2 separate regions of the Gossypium hirsutum genome follow, and region 2 is linked to region 1. The links are chromatin contacts, called in public Hi-C maps. All regions are on one chromosome and are shown on one strand. The core of a region is the stretch at or near the end of the contact, and the rest is flanking DNA. Distances in the headings are between cores, read along the strand shown.

The links. Hi-C and Micro-C count contacts between places; a contact is called where the count stands out from the background.
Region 2: a Hi-C map of leaf shows a contact between it and region 1, with 1.9 times the contacts expected there. The contact joins two enhancer-like sites. A contact is called at or near these places in 2 of 34 Hi-C or Micro-C datasets (both in leaf).

What each region holds. Positions count from the first base shown.
Region 1 is chrA06:111,842,764-111,847,217 of Gossypium_hirsutum_v2.1, forward strand. No RefSeq gene overlaps it. Among protein-coding and RNA genes, the nearest start is that of LOC107963405, 12 kb to the right of the region's middle. Within about 2 kb of position 2,643, at least 5 of the 9 cell types and tissues checked have an H3K27ac peak or open chromatin away from gene starts, as enhancers often do. A contact at or near this core is called in leaf, where this site is marked.
Region 2 is chrA06:112,000,753-112,005,206 of Gossypium_hirsutum_v2.1, forward strand. It overlaps the pseudogene LOC107961852. Among protein-coding and RNA genes, the nearest start is that of LOC107961851, 7.8 kb to the right of the region's middle. Within about 2 kb of position 2,254, at least 4 of the 9 cell types and tissues checked have an H3K27ac peak or open chromatin away from gene starts, as enhancers often do. A contact at or near this core is called in leaf, where this site is marked.

The sequences.
Region 1 (4,454 bases), core at 1,393-3,892:
AATATAATAAAAGTAAAATCCATATAGAACTAGACTTCTTTTATTTTATTTTAGAATAAGGTTTTTTAAACCTTATTAAACTCCATCTATTTTATATTGATTAGGATAAGGTGTTTCAATCCTACTAGAATATGGCTTTACAAGCCTATAAATAGACATAGTCTATTTCTCTTGTATTGATTAAAATTTTTGACATAGTGAATTTTCTTCTCCTCTGCCCGTGGTTTTTTCCCGAAAGGGTTTCCACGTAAAATCTCTATGTGTTTTTTATTTTTATTTTTATTTTATTTTATGTTTCCACATATTGTACAGCTGGAAAATAAGATCCACTTTCAAAGTTTTGCTATTAATAGATTTTGATTGGATTCAAAGTCTATTACTGGAGTTTAAATTGCTTATTTCTTGATAAAATCGTAAAGCCTCAAAGCAAAAAAGGTACATATTTAAATATTAAATCAACTTGATATATGGTTTAAACATTTGGGATGATCTTCGTTTTAAGTTTTAAATACATGGGTTACATATCGTTTTAAGCATCTCATTTGTTCATGAAAATGAATATTAACTGATTTATTTATGTTGCTATAGTAGGTTTTATAATTAAATAATATTTTTGATTAAAACATATCTAGTATGCAAATTTGTGTTAATAAACCAATAATTTTATAGTTATTCGATTTTGATTTAGTTCAAAGAATTGTTAAGGTAGTAGTTCATACGTTTTATATTATTCTATGTGTTAATTATTTAGAGAAATGACATGAGTAATTGTAAATGAAAAGTTCTATGTGCATGAATGATTGGATTTTGAATTAAATTTCATGCATGTTTATAATAATGGTTACAAAAGAAAAAAATTGCTAGTTTTTTAGTCATATTTTTATGTTTGAGATGTGACTTTTATTGATATATTTAATTTAGGCTTGTTTCTATACATGACCTAGCCAATTATTTTTAGTAGTTAACTGATTATGTAAAACTCTTGTTAAAAGAGCTTTAAAAGTATTTTGAATTGATCTCATATATCATTATGGCTAAACAAAATAACGAGTTATTCGTTCCACCAGTTTTGCTCTATTCCCTAAAGTGAATGTAGCAATTCATAACAATTATGAAAATTTAACTTACTGTCAGACAAATAGATAAAAAGAAGATGGATGATTCAAAATATTGTCAAATGTTTATTCTTAGTACAAAATGTTCAATTATTTATATTAATTTATCATTCCTTGAAGCAGATGATATCTATATAATCTTATTGGTAAGAAATATGATATATGCTTACATTATTGTCTGAATTATTTTTTGCACATTCCTTGAAGTGAATGCCTATAATAAATATAATAACTTTTTATTAGGTATTTGAAGATTTTGACATATTCCCTTAAATGAATATTACATATAATTATTTGAAAATTAATTGCACTCTATAAATCAAATACATTTATAAAATTAAAATTTTGTGTAATATAAGTGATATACTTACTATTATAATAATTACACTTTTTACTAAATTTTCTTTCATGTCTGGACGCACTTTTAATAGGAATATATTCTAAAAGAGGGGTTCATACTGTATTTTCAATTATAAATATTAATCTATGAATGCTATTTGGATCACTCCTAGCAGTCAGTCGTATGCATTAAAAGAATTAAATAATGTCGAAGTAGAAGGTGCAATTCCAAGTTGAAGATTGGGAGGTGTGATTACTCAAAGTAATTAGAAGCTTGATAGAAATCTATTTTTATAAAAGTAAAGATAGATTATTATATCCAAAATAGCGTTGTTGGATCGAACCAGTTATCTTTCTTTTCAAAAATTGCATTTTTTATTACGAGAGAAGAGTGGTCCAATCCATAGCTATTTAATCCCAAATCCTTTTCCCTCAAAAACTTCGGATATATTTATCATAATATTTATTATTTTTTTTTGGTAAATTAATCTTTATATGTTCGATTAAAAAATAAGTTAATTATTTTATTAAAAATTTTATCCATTTCTGCTGATAAAAATTGGTACATATACGTCAAAATGAGGTATACGTAACACATCACATGTAATTCTCTAGTTAATAATAGAAGTAGATAAAACTTTTAACAAAAATATCTAATTTGCTCTTTAATCTAATATGTATGAATTAATTTACTCATTTTTTGTAAAGAGGTAAAATTATTTATGACAAATTTAATTGCTAAAAATAAATTATAAACCCAAATTCAAGAAGATAACATTTTTATGTGCTAATAAATTATATATCTTTTAATTAGGCAAAACTAAAAGCAACCTAAAAGCACTTGTGACAGATGCAGCAGGATCATTAAGCCTAAACATAGATAAACTATCAAACTTTAATCCCGATGCCATGGAATACAACAAAAACCTCAGATTTTGAGGTGTTGTGCTCACAAAACCCTAGAAGAGAACATGGAAATGTGCAAATCTATTTGATTATTGTATGAAACTCTATATAAAGTGCTTCCAAGATTTAGGCCATTGTATGCATATCTATGTGTATTTAACTGCTCTTACTTTATAATACAGGAAAAAAGATTCGATAGGTGGTAGTGAAGGGCAGAGAGAGATAGAGACACGTGCTGTGAGGCATATAGGACAACCTACAAATCCTTTTCCCAATGAAGAAATTTGTAATACAGAAAGATTGAAGGGGCAGGGGCAGACAAAGCCATCAACTTCTGGTTGTCACACCTCCCTTATTTCCCATGGAAGCTACCACCTAACCTTCATTATATGCCCATTTCTTTGTATATTTGGAAGCTTTATAGGTAGAAATTTGAATATATGGTAATTAATAACAGTGGCTTATGCATTTGTAAACAGGAATGATATGCAAATGGGTGATGCATCATCTTTTGAACAAAAAAAAAAACTGTGATAAACTCATGTGTGGAACAAACATAAGGCATCTGGAAAACCCTATCTTGTAAGCAACAATAAGCTATATTATCCACACAAGTGGGACCAAAAGTAATGAAAAAACTTGCTTTGCTTATTAATTAATAGAAATTTGTAAAAAGAAAAAGAGGTTATTAAATTAAGTGTGATATAATAATGGTTTTATTTACAACCACCACAACACCTTCCTTAATCAAATAAATTAGATTCAACACATCTAGCTAATATACAAAGCAAAACCATGTGACCCTATCCATAATCAAAAGTGTGTTAAAAAGGTGTGTGGTCCTTCCCTTCCGTTAGGGCTTTGTCTATATATCATTGTTTGTCAACCATAGAAACCACCCAAAGCTAAAGACAAAAGGATGCCCCTCTTCCCTCGACTGATTCCTCCAACCTGGCCATTACATAACCTTCATATATAATTAATTATAATTCATTGAAAGCTAAGCACATGCCAGGCGGCTTACTGTTCTCATACAAATAACTAAACACAAGAAATTAAAAGATTTACCCTTTCAATTTTAGTGACAAAAACTGCTTGTTTGCTTAGATAAAGGACACTTTACTTGTCGACAAGCCAAGCATGCATGCTTGTTTTGAACCATCAATGTCCTAGTTTCTACCCGGAAAATTAAATAAATGCTCTAACTGTTCTTGCCTCAATCACTACTTTAACAAGTATTATTAGCCTACTCACTTGCAAAAAAGGAAAAACAAAATTCCCTCTTTAGCCTTTACCCCTTTATATATAGGATTCCACGTCAGTTAATGTCATGATTTAGACCGTGGTGTGTTCTGTCATCAAAACTTTTGATTGATTTAATGAAAATTAGGTAATTGAATTATATAACTTTACCAAAACACATAAACCATAAGTTAATTAGGGTAAGGATGAATAATCGTCAGTAATTTTTGTACTCTCAAAGAGACTTAACTGGGTTGACCAGTTCCTTTTATTCAGATTATTGAGCAGTAGAAAGATTAACCTATTCTAATATGAGTTTTAACTGTTATTCTAACTTGTTTTAAGGTCCCACTAGTCCCTATTCCTTAATTAATTTATACGTGCTAGTCATATTATTGAGGGGCAAGAAGTCAGTGTCAATAGCTGTAAGGACGGACGAAAAACCTCCATTAGGTAATCCTCTCTGTGAAACAGCACAAGAAGAAGGAGAAAGTTGCATTAAAATTTATATATATAGATCGCAGAGGCGCGTCACGAGTGATTTGGTACCTTAAAACATGCATGTCTCATGTACCTTCCTTTGCCAAATCTATAGCTTCTTTCTGTCTTCCCTAGTTTCCTTCCTAGTGAAGGCGCCGAAACCCCTTGATGTTTTTCAGGCATGTTGGTTTGAGAGGTTGAAGCTGCCAGCATGATCTGGTAATGAATCTAGACATCACGCTTTTCTTTTCCTTCTTTATGTAACATTCTTTAACCAGTCTTGATATAGATGTAGTGTGTAGCGGAGGTGAGAGATACCCGCAGTTAAGTAGATTGTATAGGACCAGTTTGGATCAAAATTCTCGAGTGGAA
Region 2 (4,454 bases), core at 1,004-3,503, 160 kb after region 1:
CCCTTATTACATGGCTCCCTGATGGAATTCCCTCTATCTTGGATAGAAACAAAAGAAACATTGGTAGTAATGCCAAGAATATAATAAGTGCAAGCTGAGGAAGATATGCCTCTAGTACTGTCTTTATTTGAACCTGATCAACAATTGGCTTCAAGAATGGCAAAAGTTTTCTCAGATTCTCAAGGGTTGTGATTGCAGAGATAAAACCAATCGGAATCATATAAAAAACTATAGTCAGAAACACGAGGACGTAAACCATGTATTGTCGAACTATCCTTACGAAAAACTTGATAGTCAGATTGGTCCATATTAGTTGACGAGGTTCGGGAGCGTCTGTTACTGTCCATTTATCTACCATTTGAGCATGCAGGCTTTGAGCAGCCAAGGCTGCAGTTACCCTGTCGGTAAAGAAAACTAAAGCAGCTCCGAGCTGCTTTTCTCGGAGGGTCACCTTTTGTTCAGCTTCCAATTTTTGTGTCATTTTTTGATCTTTTCATTGTAGTACTCAATGCTGTCTACCTGTTTACCACAGAGACCAAGGAAGCCGGTTTTGTTGGTCGGTCTCTTCCCTTCCGAATTGCCTTTCCTTCTCGACTCTTCGTATATTTCTTCAGTTCGTGCAAGCTTCTTTCTGTATCCTTCCAATTCTGCCCAGATTTTGTCAACCTAACAAGGCAAGATGACATATGGAATCAATGAACATATATATGTGACCAATATATACCATCAATCAATGGAACTTTAAATTACCTTTCTGTTGTTGGTTAACACCAGTGATCTGTAGAATGTATCAGGATAGATAGATTTAAAATACGAATCAACCTGCTCCTTACTAGTTTGACCTGGAGTGACATCAGGCAAGTCTCTAACAAGAACAGCAAATTGCTCAGGTTTCACTTCAGGAGACATTAAAGCATTAGCTCTTAGTGCAGAAACATGTTTATAAGCCTTCCACGAAAGGACATAGGTGACAAGAGAGACCCAGTATACAGCTATCAGAAATGCCCACAACCTTGGACTCCTCTCCTGTACGGATCAAAATGAAGCTTATCAGTAATACGAGAAGGGGGGTTATTTCCAGGTGATGAGAATGTTATAGCGTACTTCAATATTCGCCATTGACAATTTGTCTAGGTCATTGAAAGTCCCCTTGCTAGTAGTGCTCTTTGCGTTTTTCTTTACTTCATCATCAGTTGAAGCAGTGGGTAGAAGAACTAGAAGCAGTACCACGCCAGACAAAACCAATATTCCCAGTACTGCCATATTCAAATCATTAAAATATATTTTAAAAACTCAAAAAAAAAAGAAGGAAAAATCCAAATTTAGAAGCAAATCACCTCAAAAAAACAACAAACCGACAGAAATTCTAACCTTAATTTAAAACCAAAACAAGAAAAGAGAACTAAACGTCATGAGAAAAACAGAAACAGATCTCAAAAAACAAAAAAGGAGGAGGAGAAGAAAACCAGTGCCCAAGAAGACAAAGTAGACAGCAGTGTCAATCCCGGACATGTTTATAATATCTTGTTCAGTAGAAGATAAGGCTTCTCTTATCCAAGCCAAAGGGTTTCGTGTCTTTAAACCGCCTTCCCATGGTTCCAAACCTTTCAAGATCCGATTTGGATAATACACCACCGCGTTCCCTCGTTTTGCCGACAGCCAAGTAAAGAGCAGCATCAAAATTATGAAAATCGTAAATGAAGTCCCTAAGGACGTCAAAAAGGAGCTAAATTCCATCTGGATGTGTTTTTTCTGGTTGCCTAAAACCTATACAAACAGCTTCTTTCCTTGATTAATCTTATGCTTTCTCTCTGTTTCTTTCACTCTTTCTATGTGAAGAGGGATGTAGAGTGTAACCGTTAAAATGGTTATAATGAGACAAATAAAAAAGAAGAAATTATTTATAGCAAAAGAAAGTAATTTGACAATGATTGATTGACTAAGGATGGGATTAGCAGTGTTTTTTTGAGAATTTTTTTATTTATAAATGCTAATCAATTTTTATATGATATAATTGGTTATATACCTGATTCGGAAAATGTTATAAGATGGAAGTGAGGTAATTATTTTAAGGGGGAAAAATAAAAGCAAAAAGCCTTGTTTTGTTTTGTCCTTTCGCATCAGAAATAGAGTGAATATTGGCCCCTCAACCATTTGTGACTCACAAATTCCCACCTCACTCCAAATATGGTCCCAATTGTTATATGTTATTATCCATCTTCCGACACGTGTCACTTGCTTAAAGTAGTATCAGCAACATCATCGACTCCCCACACTACTTTCTTTATCGACTTCAAACAACACGTGGCTGGATAGCTGCAGTACCGACAATCGTGGCTCCTACAAACACGGAATTGTGGGGCCCCAACTTTTGACTTTTCTTTCTTTTATGACACTTGTTTAACTTACCAAAAATTGATTAATTTTTCAAATATATATATTTTTAGTATTTAGAAATTTCTTTGAAGATTGTTTAAAATGCTTGTAATTATAAAATTTTGGGTTTATTTCATAATCAAAACCATGACATTTCTTTTTAAATTTTAATACATCACTTTTAATAAAGGAAATAAAGAATCCAAAGGACTATTTTAGTACATATGCACTAAAGTTTATAGTAAAAGTGCTAAAACAAATAATATAAATATTTCTTCTGATACATATGAAAGTAACATTTTCATGATCTGCTTATATGTACTCAACTAAATAATTAGTTTAATAAAATTTCATCTATCATTAATATCTTTTATACATTATTTTTAATAATGTTTGCATACAAAGTGAAATCAAAGTAAATATTAGCTTATTAATTATTTAATGTTCAACTAATAATAAGTTTCATTATATTGTTAGATTATAATATAAAAAATTAGCTTATATTAAAAGATAATCTAAACAATTCCTTAATCTAATCAAAATTCAACAAGTCCATTAAAATATTAATATGTCATCTATGAAGTCTAAACATGGATGTATTGATGTATTCACTTGTGAATCCTAAATACGTTTATGGATGTATTCACTTGTGACATTCATAGTGCGGCTTGTCTCAATCTTATGTAAATGACGAACTATATGTGTGTGGCTCGTATACTTTGATGTATTGATAGCCTGTACTCAATTGGTAATAGAGCCAAAAACTAGTACTTTGAATATACATCTTCTGCATAACATAACTTCACTTACAATAGTGGAATTCATAACTCAATAAAAGATAAATTATTTCCTCTCATTGGCATTACATGATAGATGAAAAGTAACATGGCAACGTGACATTTTTCTTTAGATGAATGATTTAAATACTATTTGTTAGTAATTGACTTTTCATGAATGAAAATGTAATGGTTACCATAGGATAAAATAGGATCATATCGGGAGAACTAATTTATCCCAAAAAGATTAAAGATATCCTATGGGGGTAACACACATATCACAAAGTCATTGTTCATCCAATTGATTAAGTAGCTTTCGTAATTGTATATAATAGTGTGACTTACCTCAATCCTGAGTAAGTGACTAACTTGTGTGCTATCTCGTATATAATAGAGTTGAAAATTGATACATTGGGTATATGACTTTTGCATGGCATAGCTTCACTTATGATATTGGAATTCATAGCTTAGTAAAGGGCAAATGGTAACCTCTTATAGGCATTACTTGATAGATGGGCAAGTAACATGATCATGAGTCATTTTTCTAGCACGAATGATTTAATTACTATTTGTTAGTAACTAACGTTTTCATAAAGGAAGATGTAATGGTTACCATGAGATAAATAAGATAATATTGGGTGAATAAATTTAACCCAAAGAGATTAAGGATATCTTATAAGTAACACACATATGACAAGGTCATTAACAAGTAGTTAATTATATGCTTTTGTTCTGGTATATAATAGGGAGAGCTCAGTCATGATACTTTAGTGGAATGACTTCATGACTAAATAAATTTGTAGCTAATAGACAAAAAGTCAAAACTTAATTACAAATTATTTGATCCTTAATTATATATGTTCAATTGTTCCCTTCACTAGCTCGGTATAACCGTGATGGTTTGCATTAATTGACGATATGGAAAATGTGAAACAACGAACTGAAGAAATAGATTGTGTGTATCATTATCTGCAGTGAATGCGTTTTCTCACTATAAATGAGAGATGATTTAAGAATTAAATTAATTTTTTTGAATTATTATTTAATATTTGTTAATTAAAGAATTGAAGTTGAAAGTGAAAATTAAATTAATAAATCCATCGTAGTTTCATGATAACAAGTTAATTAAATTAATTTACTTATAAATTGTAAATGGTAAAAATTTTATGATTTTAAGGGAATTGAAATTGTGTTGAAAAAATAATTAATTTTTTTAATTAAGTTAATGAAAGCTTTGTTGAATGTTTGAGTAAGCAAAGCTATTTGTTCTTGAATATCTTCAATCACAATGAACCTTGTTGT